Linked DNA regions of Zea mays: regions 1, 2 and 4 are each linked to region 3. Evidence: chromatin contacts called from public Hi-C data. All regions are on one chromosome and are shown on one strand. The core of a region is the stretch at or near the end of the contact, and the rest is flanking DNA. Distances in the headings are between cores, read along the strand shown. Region 1 holds the start of LOC100280157 (THO complex subunit 4C). Region 2 holds the start of LOC100277576. Region 3 holds the start of LOC100285509. Region 4 overlaps LOC100273105.

Region 1 (4,194 bases), core at 1,658-4,157, 380 kb after region 3:
GGGTTAACCTTTTCCCACAATTAATTTTGGTGGTTGAATGCCCAACACAAACAAATGGACTAACTAGTTTGCTCTAGAATACATGTTCTACAGGTGCATAAAGGTTGAACACAAACCAATAAATATTCAAGTTAGGGATCAATTTAAAGGAGCAAAAGAAACTTGAGTGAGCTGTGGACTGGCGCACCGGACAATGTCCGGTGCACCAGGTCTGTACAGGACTGAACCGGCCACTCTCGGGTTTCAGCAGGCGCACTCTGCTATAATTTACCGGACTGTCCGGTGTGCCAGCGGAGCAACGACTAACTCACGCAATGCTCAACTCTGCAAAGGCTATAGTGCGCGGCAGAAGTCAGAGGCGCACCGAACAGTGAACAGGACCTGTCCGGTGTGGCACCGGACTGTCCAGAGCCACAAGAAGACAATGACGCCAACAGTCGACTGCTCCCGAACCCTAACGGTTGGGTGACGTGGCGGCGCACCGACAGCCTACAGTGCCTGTCCGGTGGCGCACCGGACTGTCCGGTGTGCCCATCGACAGCAGCCTTCCCCAACGGCCACTTGGTGGTTGAGGGCTATAAATATCCCCCAACCACCACCACACCAAGCACCTAAGCATTCTGAACATTGCATTCAATAAAATTAAAGCGACCGATCCACTCAAAGTCCCCAAATCAACTCTAGTGCATTAGGACCTGTGAGAGGATCTCTTGTGTTCCTTTGTTACTCTTGTTTGCTTGGCTTGGCCTTCTTTTTCTTTTCAACTCTTACTCTCAAGTGCTTTGTAAGCAAGGCAAGAGACATCAATTGTGTGGTGGTCCTTGTGGAGTCTAAGTGACCCGTGAGATTGAGGAAGAAGGTTTACTCGGTCTAAGTGACTGTTTGAGAGAGGGAAATGGTTGAATGAGACCCGGTCTTTGTGACCACCTCAATAGGGACTAGGTTCTTTAGAACCGAACCTCGGTAAAACAAATCACCGTGTTCATCCGTTTGTTTTTCATTTGATTTGTTTTCCCCCTCTCTCCCGGACTCGGATTTGTTTCTAACGCTAACCCCGGCTTGTAGTGTGTGTTTAAAGTTGTAAATTTCAGATTATGCCTATTCACCCCCTCTAGGCGACTTTCAACAACGACATAAGCATCATGTGTCGTCTGGCGAAAGACAGAGCCTGATATCTTTTCAAAACCAGAAATTTCAATCTGCCATTGGAAGAAACTTTGCTACTGCAACTAGAGATCGTGAAATGGAGGGTGGTGAGCACAATGAAATTGATCACCCGATTACTTCAGAGATCGAAAACAATAGTAATTACTAATTCGTCTTTAATTGATATGATACATCAATTATAGTGGCCAACTGATTTAACACAACTTTCCATCAATAGAAAGTACAAGCCCATGTCCAGTCACTGCTTCACATAGTGACAAAATGACTGAAGGAGTAGACGTTGGGATGCAAGGTCACCCGCAAATTTTTATTCAGTGTACGCTTTTAAACAATAGCTTAGTTATAAGAAATTATGTACCAACAATAATTGAGTTATATATATGAATTTTAAGTATTTTGTTGTGCATCAACAAAAAATTTCATGAATCATTAGCTAAGTTACTTATTCAAAATAATTATTATTGGATCTTAATTATTTTTATGCAAGATAAAGAATGAAGACCGATTATTGGATCTTAATTCAAACGGCTCAAGGCCGATTATTTGGTCGATAAGACCGATTTGTCGGTCACCAATTTGATAAACCAGCAGCAACGCACAAGAAACCGAACCTCTTGTTTATTGGCAAATAAAGCATATTTAGGCCACAAAAAACAAACAAAAATGACATAAATGTTACAAGTCCAATAACAACATTTAGCGGTTCAAAATGTATTGTATGACACAGTTTTATGGTTCAAATACATTACATGCCACAATTTCATAGTTCATAAATACCATCGAAGATTCCACGGGTGTGTATTATACTCCTCTGATGAGAGCAACATAATACCTTGCTCATGCATTAACCGTGTCTTGTACTTCGCTCAAGTCTGTCCGATCCATATAGAAGTGTACTTCACGAGTCCACCGATATTTGGTAGTACTCAGGCTCCTTCCATTGGTACACCTAATCGGTTGTCGATTTACTTCACCGACGTATAATTCACATAGAAAAAAGGTTAAGACGAACCATGACGCCACCAAAAATTAGAACATTCCCAAACCGGATCGATTCAATCTAATATTCCTAAATATACCAATAATATGTTCTATTATTATAAGTATTGTTAGCCTATATTACAAGTACCCATGGTAATTTAAAAAGATTTCTAGTAAAAAGGGGAAAAATCTTTAAAACCCTAGCTTCTACTCAGTCGCCGGCTAATCGGTCCTACACACCGATTTTATCAGCTTTGCGGAGCGATTACTCGACAATCCTAGTTGTATTTTTTTCGAAACTTCCATGATCTTTAGTTTGAGATCCGCTGTGTATTTTGAATTTTGGTTTTAGTAGGAAGGCTTCAAATAATCTATAGTATTTATAAAACATTGGAATCAAAAGTTTTTAAATTTATGAAAATTTCTAAATTCAAAATATCAAAGTTATCGGCCGGTGTCGATTACTGGGCCGGCTACCGAATTTATCAACCGTATGGTGGCTACTCCCCACCATCAAACCAATCGAGACCGTCGATTTCGGACTTCGACACGATTGGAAGCATCCTCAGAGCATATTCCCACGGCCAGGATCGCTCCCGGGGTCACCGAGTACGAACCCGCGCGACCTCTCTCCCGAGTCTACTACTCTACCCGGCCAGCCCCCTCCCCTGTTTTCCTTCCCATCTCATCACAAGCAGAAGAAAATCGAGATAACGAGAGCTAGGGTTTTGATTCCAGTACTCACGCCGCATCCTGTCTCCTTCTGCCCCTCCCTCTCGGCACCGCCTCCGCCCCCTCATTCTCTCTCGCGTCATCCGGCGGAGGCTCGAGGAAACTGAGGCCGGGAGCGCCCCGAAGAATATTCTCCACCCAGTCGCCGACACCCCTGCGCGCGCGAGAGTAAGTCGCCTCCCCCGCCGCCAGTGCTCTTCGTGATGATATATTTCCAGATCCGGTTTGTCCGACGCAGATGGTAGGGCTGGAGAGGCTGCCGATGTGGTATTGAAGAGGGATTTAGGTTTGTAGAATACAACTCGGTACTTGTGGGATTCTTCGGTGTCTTGCGTAAGCCTGATTGCGCTCTCGCCTTTGCGAGTTTTTTTTTCTGTAGATGCATGAATTTTGTGTTCGTAACGTGGATTGGTGTGGGGTGGGAGAGGCTCCTTTGCCGGATTGGCCAGGTATGAGGAAATGGCTAGGCATTTCGTTTTTAGGAGTTTGAGCAGCTGCGTTTGTGGAGTTTGTGAGATTCCTTTTCAGAACATCATCAGGGTTCTCAAATATGTGTTCTGAATATCAGGATATTAGCTGTTTGGTACTTTGGTTTGCTGGCAATGACATTCCTACATGTTTAATGTCTCCACTGTCATTGCTGTAACCTATAGGAATTTCGAGTGCTTTACAACTCCTAACAACAGTTCTCAACGTTTGTTCTTCTCCTAAGGTCGCTACATAGGAACTCAACAATTTTTTTAAGTGATGGTAAATTGGAACAAGCTGCATAGCAACTGAATTGTTTTCATGTGATGATGCATCGTAAGTTTGTAACTGTATTAAGTTCAGATGGGCTTGTACCCTGATGTTTCATGTATTAGCAGTTTGATCTTAAGCAGTAGTGAAGCTAGAGCAAATCCGAAGGGGATGCACTTGAGAGCTTGCCTCATAGGTGCACAGATTTTGTGACATAGGGGGTGCCAGGGTGGAAATATGGTGACAATTTGGCTCTTATCACGTTTTTTTCATGGGTGCGGCAGCACCCAACACAGTGATTATAGATTTGCCTCTGATCTTAAGTATAGTTCATTGTTGGGCTCAGTTTATCAAATCTTCTGTAGAATTATTGTAAATTGTCAACTAGTTACTTTGAATCGATCTCAGACTGTCAGTGAACCCTTTTACACAATCCGTTTGCCTTTTAGCTTGACTACTCCAGTTTCCTCATTGCTGATGCAATAGTTTTTGTATTATCAATATCAATGTGCGATGAGCAGCTTTGTTTTAGTAATTTAGTTTCTTTATATTCGACTTTGTGTGTTTAAAGATACT
Region 2 (3,661 bases), core at 1,142-3,641, 460 kb before region 3:
AGGCTGCCTCCAGCAGCATGCGCTAAAGGAGTCGGTACCGTATATTTAGCGTTTCTGGCTGTCTGTAAACCCTCCAACAAGGTCCGCTATTGTGTTCTCTAAAATAGCGGACGACTCTGGCAGCCGCTAGATGTAGAGTGTACTATGCGTTAGGTAGATGTACGTGATGTTCCTTTTGGCTGATACTAGCTCACGTCATGTCCTTTTTTTATTATATTTTGGTTAATGTCGTACTAAATGCGACCAATGGAAACATAAAATCTATTAATACTGTGGCTTTAGAGGACCGGATTTAGGGAACGTTGCTGGAGACTGAGAAGATATAGAGGACATAATCTTTTAGAGTGTACTGTAAAGGACAGAGAATATTTCTTTAGGGGATAAAATTTAGGGGACATTGTTGGAGACAGCCTTACAACTGGTGACTTCGGGCGAGGCGGAGTTCTTCTCGTCGCAGGAGGGAGAGATGGGGCAACCGTGACCGTGCCACTCATGGCACCCCATGCCTCGGGTTAGCAGGTACCTCGGCTCCTTCCTCTCGGGGGTTGTCTTTACTTCTCCTGAGTGCGTTTTTCGGGAGGGATAATCTAGGTACCCTAATTATCACCCTGATGAACACGTTATCGACGTCGGGCATGCTAACAACCTCTGTTAATTGATGATTAATAGAGGTCTAACGTCAGAGGCGGTTGTAATGCCTACCTCCTTTAATTGATTTTGACAGCCTCTATTAAATTTATGTACTAGTGCAAGTATCAAACAACATCTTTTTGTTTGCAACATATCACTTAAATTTAAACATATTATGTTTTGATGGACTAATAAGAGATGTTTATGTTTGTATGAAATTATTGAAGTCTTGGATCATAATAGATATATGCGTTCTCTTCGTTGCCTTTTGTCTAATTATTATATTTCTTGTTCACTTTAAATGAATCTAAATGGTGGTGGTTGATGACCGCTCTTATCTGTACCAAACATTTCCACATCTTTAATAAAATGTTGTCGTAACTGCTAAAACTTCTTATTTATTCCTAATTTATTTCCTGAAATAAATTACAGCAAAACTCGGGACGCAATTTCATGAAGAAAGAAACGTAGTAATCATGTTTCACATATAAATTTGCTCTTCTATTTTAATACCGGCATGAAGTCATCTTTAAAGTAACTTTAGCTTTCTAGAAAAGCAGAAACGAACTGCAGTTTCCTAAAGATATATACGTACATAGTGCTGAAACCGAAAGCTTTTTCCCCATTTGACCACTAGGTCCTAAGACACCAGTGTGAACTTCAAAAGAGATTTGCTTAATAAAGGCTAGTTTGAAAACACCTTTTAGCTAAAATATTTCTATTTTCCTAAAGAAAAATAAACTAATTTTCTTTAGTAAAATAGAAATTATATGGAAAAATAGGGTTTACAAACTAGCTCTAAAAGGTTTTCACGGGAAAGAATAATATCCACAATTTGTTAGAATATTACTATAACAGTAGTTTTTAGCAAAATGGTTCTAGCAAAGTTAGAGTGGTGCATCTGTAAAATAAGACAGTGCCATGAAACAGACAATTTTTTTTTGCAATTCACTATGAAGAATGCCTAAACCCTAATGCCTACCCACCTTTCACAGCTAATTTGCCCTTCTATTTGTATGTCAAAACAAAGCAATCTGTAAAGAGCTCTAGCTGAGTACAACTCATGATAATTTCATAATGTATCCACTCAGTTGAAACCAAGACTCCAAGAGCCTTTCCCACTTACTAATAAATAATATATATGTATATGATAATAATACTACGTTTTGTTTTACGAATTCTATAAAATCCATAATATATATACTAATATTAACGATGCATACTAAGTATAGTTAAATTAATTATGACATATATTTCATATAATAATCGTATTTCAAGATGTAATACTATTTTCTATAAATTTTATACTTAAAAAGTATGACCTACTAAAAAGCAAAAGCAAGACATGCAGTTATTTCGGTGGAGAGGGGGATAGAGCATCCGAGGAGACTACTGTGAAAAAAAACTTATTTTGAAAGAAAAAAAAGAGGGCCAAACCGGAGGTCATCTCGGTCATTTCCTACTGAGAGCCTAAAAGCCAGCGCAGGCCCGGACAAAAGCAAACAAAAACTAGGCGGGGCTGGCGGACGCGTGCAGGCAGAGGCACCCCGTCGCACGCCACGTCACCGATCCGCGTGCTCCCCCGTCCTGCGCCGCCCGATTCTGCCGGCCTGAGAAATCCTGGCCGTTCGTCCGCCCGCCCGCGTCCCACATCTGATCCCGTCTCTCCTCACTCTCCTCCCACAGATGACAGACCCACACACACACACTCTCTCTCTTCGCAGACACAACCAAAAGACCAAGGTGGAAAAATAGTAAAGAAACGGAGCGAGGCTCCTCCGCATTTCTTATCTATCCTGATCCAAACCCTCCGAGGGGGAAACAATTCATTCCGCACGGCATCCGGGAAGGTCTGCGTCGTCGCCATGGCCACCGAGGAAGTCGCCAAGCCGTCCCCGATCCCGCCCTACCCCGAGGTGAGACCCATCTGTCCGGCGTCCGCTTCCTGCGTTGCTTCTTCTCTCTTTTTTCTTTCTTGTTCCGGTGCTGTTCTTGGCGCGGATTCGTTCGTGTGCTGGAGATGTAGCTGGGTTCGGGGGATGCTGCCGCGCTCCATGCGTGCTGCTTGGCGGTTTCTTTCGTTTCCGTTGGACCAAAAATATATAAAAAAATGGATTTTCTCTTTGTGTGCTCGTTGCTGCGGAATGGAGTGAGCTAACCGACGGCGCGTCGTGTTGGTTGGGCGTTCCGGCAGATGATCCTGGCGGCGATCGAGGACTTAGGCGACAAGAGCGGGTCGAACAAGTCGGCCATCTCCAGGTACATCGAGGGCAAGTACGACGGCGACCTGCCGCCCGCGCACGCGTCGCTGCTGGCCGCGCACCTGGCGCGCATGAAGGAGTCGGGTGAGCTGGTCTTCGTCAAGAACAACTACTTCCGCGCCGACGCGCCCGACGCGCCGCCGAAGCGCGGGCGCGGGCGGCCCCCGAAGGCGCGGGACCCCGGCGCGCCGGTGTCGCCGCCATCGGGGCGCGGGCGCGGGCGCCCGCCCAAGCCCAAGGACCCGCTGGACGCCGCCGTGAAGCAGGCCACCGCGGGCATGCCCAGGGCCCGCGGCCGCCCGCCCAAGAAGGCCAAGACCGAGGGCGGCGCGTCCCCGGCCCCCGCCGGCGACGGCTCCACCCCCGTCAAGCGCGGCCGCGGCCGCCCCCCCAAGGTACGCCCCGTCGTGCCCAGCGAGACGGCCGCGGCTTGACGGACGCTGCTGCATGGGGTTAGTGCGTAGCGATTCGTCCCGCCGCCACCGCCGCAGGGTTGATGTTTGTAGGCTTCGTTTTCCTTCATCTAATTGTCGTCGTAGTCGTCGTCGTCGCGCAATTAATTAATGGAGTAAGTAGGAGGATTTGATGTGCTGTGTTCGGTTCAGTTCAGCTCACGGTGCTGTCTTGTTCGTATGTGCTGGATGGATCTGTCTGTTGTAAGCTAAACTAGGGAGGCTGAGTGCTGTGTTGGTCGGTTCATTATTAAGCTGCTAATTTGGATGTGTACAATACATTAGTGGATGATGCTGATGTTCGTGATGTTGATTTGA
Region 3 (3,875 bases), core at 750-3,249:
AATGTAAATGAAAATATAATTCACTAATACGTCTGTATTTTTCATAATTAAAAACAGACAACTATGCACAATTACATATTTCATGAGCAGTTTAAGTATCTAAATTTAGATACAAAACAATGTTGAAAAACAGTAATTTAAATGAACACAATGTTCGTCTGATTGTAATTGCAGAAAAATAATAGACTTAAATAATAAATTTCGTAGGCACAATCAATGGAAATGGCTCACGTCTTCAGCCAAATAGAGGAAAAAGGCCCATCACGGCCCATCTAAGGCTATAAGGGCTAGCGGTTAGGTTTTTCTCCAGCCGTCCTCAGCCACCGGCGGCGGCCATGCGACATTCTCTGGGCGCGGTGGCCTCTGTCCCAGCCATGGCGGTGCGGGAGCGGCCGCCCGGCCATAGTGCGCGGCCACGGTTCGAGCGCGGGAGCAGTCGCCCGGCCTCGGCACGGGCACGACGGCGCTGGTCCCGGTGCGGGCATAGCAGCGCGCGGCCCCCGGCGCGCACGGGCGTGACCTCCCCAGCGCGAGCGGGCGCGACCACCACCCGGCGGCATGGGTGCGGCTCCCGGCGGCATGGTCGCGGCCCCAACCCGGCGGCGTGGGTGCGGCTACTGCGCGGGCTCGCGGGCCCGATGCGAGCGCAGCCCTTGCGCAGGCGCGAACGCGGCGTCGTGGGGCGCGGCCCACTGGCAGCGCGGGCGCGACCTCGGCCAAACGGCGACGGCGCGGCCCCGGCAGCCCCGGCGGCGCGGGGCACGGCGACCCAGCCCGCGCATGGGCGTCGGCTCCTGTGGTGCGGCTGTGGCGGCCTGACTAGCGCTTGCGCGGCAGCCCCGGCCCGACGGCGCGAGGCGCGGCTCGCGCGGGCGGAGGCACCAGCAGCGCAGCCGCGGCGGTCTGGGCGTGGCCGGACCCACCCTCGGCACGGCGGCCCGGCCCCGACGGCGCACGGCCTCGCGCGGCCTCCTGTAGCGCGTGGGCGGCCAGGGCGCGGCCAGCCTCCCAGCGACGTTTTGCGACGGCATGCGGGCGCGGCCGACGCGAGCGCAGTGGCCCAGGCGCGTGAGCGCGCAGCCCTGCGGCCCTGGCAACGTGGCCACAGCCTGGCCGGCGCGGCCGGCGCGAGCGCAGAGGCCCAGGCGCGTGAGCGCGCAGCCCTGTGGCCCTGGTGGCACTGTGTCGTCGACGACACGAAGAAGATAAAGCAGTGGTAACGAATGCGATAAAAAAATAGGTATCGTACATTCGTGTTGTTCTTGATGTCGAGACCTCCACTGTTCATCTTTCTCCAACGACAACTTCATTTCCAAAACAACGAGCGATTTTTATTCTCTTCTCCGGTCTCGCGAGCAGTGCTGATAACGTGTTCAATACTCAGCGGTAAAGAGAGAAAAGACAGAGACAAATGACAGGGACCAACTTCTTTATTGCGGGGGTTGATGTATATATACAAGAGTTCCCAAAGGGTGTGTCCCTTGGGAAATAACTGTCACTACGACAGATGGATGGATTAGATCACATGTATAAAATGTTTTGTAACAGGGCCCACGCGTCATCCTCGTTAGTCGTTGGCACGCGCGCGGGGCTATTCGGCTCGTGTGGCTCGGCTCGATGGAGGCACACGTGCCGGATCCCTCCGCACGTGGGCGGCCCCCACGCCACGGCGGCGCAAACTGCTAGACGCGGCACGCGGCCACACGAGCGCTTCCCGCGCCCGCCGACGTGTCGGCCCCACGCGAGGCGGATCCCACGTGTCATCGGACGCGTGAGGTTTCATCGGAGGTGCGCCTCGTGTGGCGTAACCACGTGGGGACCCTGCGTAGCCGGTAGCCGGTCGCCGTAGCGGGGCCCACCGCCACCCGACGCACCCCCATCCCATCTCGTAAATTAATGAGCCGGTTTAATTAAGCAGCTAATCATCGCGGCTTTCTTCCTCGTCCGTCTTAAATCTCGCGAATAAATAAGCAAGCAGGAGAAAGTGGTTTAGAGAGAGTGAGAGAGAGAGGGGGAGAGAAAGGTTAAGGAATCCGAGCTAAGGCGCCGTTTCTTCTCCTCCTGCTTTTTTCTTCTCGGCACCGTCACTGGAGGGAGAGGATTCACGGGACGAGGCGACGCGGAAGGGATTTCGTCGCTTGTGTGGGCGGCGCGTCCGCTGGTTGCTTTGCTTCCATGGAGAGGGATTTCCTGGGTGCGATCGACAGGGCGTGGAAGTGCGGCGAGGCGGCGAAGGAGGAGAGCCGATCGGAGCCAGGTCAGTGCTAGCTCCTCTCTCGATGCCCTGAAAGCGTGATTTACCTAACCGTAGTACTAGTATGGCAGTAGCGACTCGGCGCGTCTACCGCCTGATCCACCGCGGTTTGCTTGCCGCGAGCATGGAAATTATTAGTCATTCGACAAGTCAGAGAGATTTTATTTCCTCTCGTCGTCTCGTGGCCGCTGGTGCCCGCGCGTCAGATTTGGCCTGCTCCGCTCCGCCTCCGCAGTGTGAATTTCTGAGAGATAGGTTTCTGTGCTGCAGACAGCCCGGCGGCGACGCGGTGGCAGTTTGCGGCGAGGTCCGGCGTCGCGCCGGCGTTCATGTCGTTCAGGACGGAGGCGACGGGCGAGGGCTCTGAGGCGTTCTCGGTCTCCGAGCTCCGGCCGGCCGGAGACGCCTTCGACGGCATCAAGAAGCAGAGCTCCATGCTTTCGATCTACCAGCAGCAGGTAATAAGCTACTGCTACTCACCCGAGGTGCTGGATAGGGGCTCAACGCTCGGTAGTCTCAGCTGTTCACTTGTCTCTGCAGAGGCAGTTTGGCCACAACAGCAGCCAGGCCACGGCACAGCAGCAGTACCCTGCAGCGGCGCACAGGCAGCGCTCGCAGGTGGCGGATTACGGCGCGGCGGCACCGCATCGTCTCCCTGGTGGTGGTGGTGGTGGATGCAGGCTAGTGCAGCCGGTGTCGGTGCGCCACCCTGTGCCGTTCCATCAGGCCAACCTGATGGTCAGGTCATCAGTGTCGCAGAGCTTCCACAACCAGCAGCAGCCTTTCACCATGAGCAACAACGGGTTTGGCGGCTCTACGGCCGGCGTGTACGGGGCGAGGTATCGATCGGCAGTTCCTTCCCTCCCTCCCTGTCGACATGTTGATCGACGGTTGATCGACCTTCCTCCTTGTTAGGAACCCACGGAACCAGGCCTCGACGCAGCTCACGATATTCTACAACGGCTCGGTGAATGTTTTCGACAACGTCCCGGTCGACAAGGTATGCAATGCTCTACCCTTTTGCGACGAACTGAACACTTGGATCGCTCGTCACTGCAGTACGTTCCATCGGCTGCATCTGCTGATCGCTGTCCCGGTGACAGGCTAAAGAGCTCATGATGCTGGCCAGCAGGGCGTCTGTTCCTGGTGCTACCCCGTCAAGTGAGCCGGACTCGCCGCCTGTTCCTGCCCCTGCCCCTGCCAAGGTCAACGTGGCCGAGGTCTTCCCTGGTGCTAGACAGATCGCAGTTCAGAAACCGGAGCCCTGCGTGCCGCATCTATCAAGCGCGGCAACTGCAAGCCCAGTCCGCATCGTCGTGCCGCAAGCCGTGGCTCCCTCCAGGAGCACGTCTCACTGCGCTACAGAGGCCTGCGGTTCCAAGCCTGCTGCTGCTCCTACCAGCCAGACAGTCTCGTCGTCCCGGCAGTTGGCAGCTGCAAGTGCTGCTGCAGCTGTTACGCCAAGAGGTACTACCTATATACATACCTCTCGCTCGCTTGCAAGTGCTGAAACCGTTCGTGCGACACGTTTGATTTACCCGTGTTTTGTTTGTTTGTTTGTTCTAGCTGTCCCTCAAGCTCGGAAAGCGTCGCTCGCCCGGTTCTTGGAGAAGCGAAAGGA
Region 4 (4,077 bases), core at 38-2,537, 270 kb after region 3:
GTTTAGATGAAGCTTATTCCACGCAAAACCGTCAATTCAAGGCCTAGTCCATTGTGCAGTTGTGGTTAAGTGTAGTCTAGGTTCTAGGTGGATGTTCAACTTAACAGTCTCCATCGAAACACCAGTAGATCAAACGTTTGACATGATGAGAGCATTTTAGTGTGAATTAGCATTTGGTGGGGATTGTTGGATTAATGTGGGCCTGGTCCAAATTAATACCCAATAATAGTCAATGCTAAAGGCTCACTTCAATGCTACGGTGTATTAATACTTTAGTATCATACCGAAAGTTCAAGGGACAAATCAAACAACTTAAATAGGTGGACCATGGTGCATCTATTGAGAAGTTGAGAAAAAGGTGAAAGACGGTCACACGCGCGTGCACCGTCGGCCGGGCCGTAGTAGATCGGACCTTGGTCCGAATATTCCTTCCTAACGGTTGCGCATTTTGCCTAGAGTGATGACCGTCCATTACTGTCGTCCGTTACTAGCTGTTTTCTATGTTATGGCTAGTAACGGACGGGTTGTAATGGTTGTCTGCTAGTAATGGACGTCTCTGATTGCATCGGTTTCTGGCTGACTGTGACACCAGTTAGTTTCTAGCTCTGACGGCGACCGTACTATCCGTTCGCCTCCCTATGCGCGTGTACAAATACGGAGGAGTTGAGGCTGTTTCTGGTTACATACGAACAGTCTCAGATGCGTTGCACTCAGCCCATTCATGTCCCACCTTCTGCGAGCACAGAGAGAGTGAGAGACAGGCCTCCGAAATCGATGTCCGCAGAGCTACACTTGTATGGGTGTGTGGGCGATCAGGTTTTTGGAGAGCATACTCGCGATTGCTCGCTTCGTCCGCTCGACCAACGCTGATCAGGTTTCTCGTTGCCGGTGCCGTTCGAGGGACTGCACTCTGTCGGCATCGACTGCGTACGACTATATCAAACATACACACAAGATGTCTCGTGTGAATGGAATCACTGATATCTTGGTCATCGATCCATCCGCTGGGTACACTTTATTCTTCGTATTTGTGCATGTTTTATTATTGTTTACTACTTATCTGAATAGTGATATACATATATACATACATATCGTCATATGCATCACACTGGTTTTCTAAATTAAATTAAAATTGATAATATCTAATTTTCTAACAATAGCTAGAGAAGAGCTCAATCTTCTTTCGTGACTCCTGGTCAAACGCGACGCCGCTCCGGCTCCTCCGCGGCTGGTACGCATGGTCCCAGTAGTCGTAGACCAGCGGTGGCGACAGCTGCGGCTGCGCCAAGGAGTCGTCGTCCCACGACGCGACCATGTCCTCTAGCGCCCCCATCTGGAACACTGCTATCTCGGGTAACTCCTCCAAGTCCATGTCCACGAGTGGGAACAGCGCCTCGTCGCGGCTCAAGGACGCCGCCGCCGAGGCTGCAGAGCTCGACGTCGTCGTCGGCGTCGAACCGTCGAGGCGGCGGCGGCGGGTGAGAAAATCGCCGGCGGCGTCTGCTGGTCGAAGCATGCCTGGTGGTGCAGGGAGTCTTGTTATTTGAACGATCGACCGGTCGAGCATGCATTGCATGCACACGCACCGGCGAGCTTGGGCAGCAGTGGGCGTTGGCGCAAGGATAACGAAGGTGACGAGCTTCTCGTCCTCCTCCGCCGTCCACGGCCCCTTCTTCAGCCTCACCTTGTCGCACAGCACGCGGCTGCCGACCCATGCTATGCTAGGTAGCTAGCTATAGCCCAAGCAGAGCCTGTCTCGTTCCTTGGCGCGCGGGCTCAAGGTCTCGTTCTTCCTGTCCGATCGATTGCGTTTTATTTTACACGGATGCAGAGCTATCCTCTAGACGTTCAGTTGAGACGACAGTCGACAGGGATCATCAGTATGAACTGTGCTCGGTTGGACGGGTAGAATTGAAGCAGCGCCGGAGCGGTTTGTTTGTTCGTTTTAGTTGACCGTGGAATTTAGCCGTTTCGCCAACCGGTTTGGCATGACTAGTACAAAACTCAAAGGAGAGCTGGCCAAATTATGCCAAACACACTAACTCCGGAGTTGTAAACTCTATAGAGTTTTTGGAGCTGCAGTATAATTTTTTTTAAATAACTCTTTTGTTGCTTCGAAAACTCTAAAAAACAAATTAATCATGGAGTTTGGAGTTATTTACCCGCCACTGCTACCGATTATAAGAAATAATCTAAACTCTATAGCAGAGCTGCTTCACCCATAATTTTAGACTAGAACTGCTCTGGTAGAGCACAACCATGCCACACACACTCTAACACAGACATATTCCATTCCACTTGCAGGCCCATCGAACGAACGCGCGATCAGCAGCTGCTGTGGTTTTGTTTTGTCTCCCAAGGAGGCCAGGGAATGAAACCCTGTTTCTCGGTTTCACACCCACTACCCTCATTCAAATGAGGTCTGAACTTCGACGACGCCAAAGCTTACGGTCTCCCCCGTTAATCAATTTCACCGCGTTAATCAGAGGTTTCCCCCGTGAAATTGACGGGTGGAACCTTAGCGAACAATGGGAAATCAAAAGTTGACAATATAACTTTTGTATTCTTTCTTCCTCACTTCAGATCAGATGTTGCTTCGCTCACATGGTGTGTATACATGGCAGTACGTTGTAAATTATACAGAACCAAGACAAACGTTGAGAAACATTTGCACTGACAGCCCTGAGGTACAAAGTTATTGCCATGTTGCAATGGGCACACACGACTCTTAAACAACGTTGCTCACATTGTCAATGTTGAATTATGGCAGCCCTTCAACTGTCAATGTTGCTCACATTGTCCCCCCTTGACATGGCAGTCCCTTCATTCAGACAAGTTGGATGCGCAAGACCTTGAGGTCTGCACCCACTTTGTTTGACGAAAGCAGTAAGACAATTAAGCTTCTAGTTACTCCATCAGGTCTTATAAGCTCCGTCCACACGAGATGATTGAATCAATAAGAAAGGCTGTTTGTTACAGGGGAACGAGTCACGTGTTAAAAGTCCCAATTATTTGGTTACCGAGACAGAGCAGCCAACATCTCTTCTAGTAACCTTCTCCCCGACTTCTGAGTGAGGTAGCAAACGCTGCACACTCCTGACATGTGAACTGCCCAGACGCTGATAGATTCTCTTTCAAATTTGAATGCCTCTCGCAGTAGGGACGGTTGCATGTGCAGCATTTTGGAAGCTTGAGCCAGCAATCCATGCACAGAAAGTCAGAGCAGGCTAGTCCAGACTCACCGAGCTCCTCCAGGTCGATGCAGCCACCACAAGTTTCACATCTAGCAACACAAAAGAAGCAACCGCGGCATCGAGACCGGCCATCCTTCACTTCCCTGAAGTATAATCAAAATCGTCAGAAACGAAGATACACAGAACCATTTTTTTTTCAAAAATGAGAATCGGTATAAGTCAGATCAAAGTCAATAGACCTACAGAACAAGACTTCAAAAATCAGAACCAACTATTCCGAAGACAAGAGCAACAAACCAAAAAACTAAATGCCAAGCTGCTTTCATGTAGCCCATAGGGTTGGGGGGGAAATGAGCTACGGGACCATTGCCAAAAAGAAACACCAAGTCAGCTATACCACCACGGCACCACCACAGGAGATCCGATGCAAGTAAATATCTAAAAGTGAGACTAGTGACTGCCAGAAATCATTGATGGAGCCACGCATGTAGTAGAGAAAAGGTATGGCGATGCCAGCTCTACCAATAAACTGAAAGGGGAATTTCTAATGACAAGACTGATTGTGAACTCAGAATACTGAAGATTCAGAGCTACAGACCTGCAGTTCTTCCTTGTACAATCAAACACGAGTCTCACATTTCTGCACAAAGGGCACAAATCTACATCAATAGGGCGACCGTCGTCCGTGTTCAGCACTTCATGGACTCTATGGTTGTAGTGAAGTGCTTGAGCATCTTGTTGTTGGCTACCTCTGCACATGAGAGACTTGATAATATCGAGATGGTGGTTATTCACCTTGCAGATACCATGCAGTCGAACACGACTTAGATTGCCTTTGTGCTGCCCATGCAGAAAATGAATGATTTTCACCAGACCATCAGCT

What was found. A called contact is a pair of places that touch in the nucleus more often than the background predicts.
Region 1: a Hi-C map of endosperm shows a contact between it and region 3, with 3 times the contacts expected there. The contact joins the promoter of LOC100280157 here to the promoter of LOC100285509 in region 3. A contact is called at or near these places in 2 of 25 Hi-C or Micro-C datasets (endosperm and leaf).
Region 2: a contact with region 3 is called in a Hi-C map of bundle sheath, with 6 times the contacts expected there. The contact joins the promoter of LOC100277576 here to the promoter of LOC100285509 in region 3. A contact is called at or near these places in 6 of 25 Hi-C or Micro-C datasets (bundle sheath, endosperm, leaf and 1 more) and 1 of 3 datasets of contacts at active chromatin or transcription factors (leaf).
Region 4: a contact with region 3 is called in a Hi-C map of bundle sheath, with 5 times the contacts expected there. The contact joins the enhancer-like site here to the promoter of LOC100285509 in region 3. A contact is called at or near these places in 8 of 25 Hi-C or Micro-C datasets (bundle sheath, ear, endosperm and 2 more).

Annotation. Positions count from the first base shown.
Region 1 is chr4:83,555,475-83,559,668 of Zm-B73-REFERENCE-NAM-5.0, reverse strand. LOC100280157 (THO complex subunit 4C) reads left to right here and starts at 2,907. Exons shown (of 7, transcript NM_001153089.1): 1 at 2,907-3,048.
Region 2 is chr4:84,397,999-84,401,659 of Zm-B73-REFERENCE-NAM-5.0, reverse strand. LOC100277576 reads left to right here and starts at 2,391. Exons shown (of 2, transcript NM_001151097.1): 1 at 2,391-2,546; 2 at 2,825-3,661. The coding sequence starts at 2,496. The coding sequence ends at 3,325.
Region 3 is chr4:83,937,368-83,941,242 of Zm-B73-REFERENCE-NAM-5.0, reverse strand. It overlaps LOC100285509, which reads left to right and starts at 1,999. Exons shown (of 7, transcript NM_001158401.2): 1 at 1,999-2,257; 2 at 2,525-2,712; 3 at 2,795-3,093; 4 at 3,170-3,254; 5 at 3,358-3,721; 6 at 3,821-3,875. The coding sequence starts at 2,176.
Region 4 is chr4:83,663,426-83,667,502 of Zm-B73-REFERENCE-NAM-5.0, reverse strand. LOC100273105 reads right to left here. Exons shown (of 3, transcript NM_001398895.1): 2 at 3,793-4,077; 3 at 2,544-3,337. The coding sequence ends at 3,046. Among protein-coding and RNA genes, the nearest start is that of LOC100273105, 9.9 kb to the right of the region's middle. Within about 2 kb of position 1,287, at least 4 of the 20 cell types and tissues checked have an H3K27ac peak or open chromatin away from gene starts, as enhancers often do. A contact at or near this core is called in bundle sheath, leaf and leaf mesophyll, where this site is marked.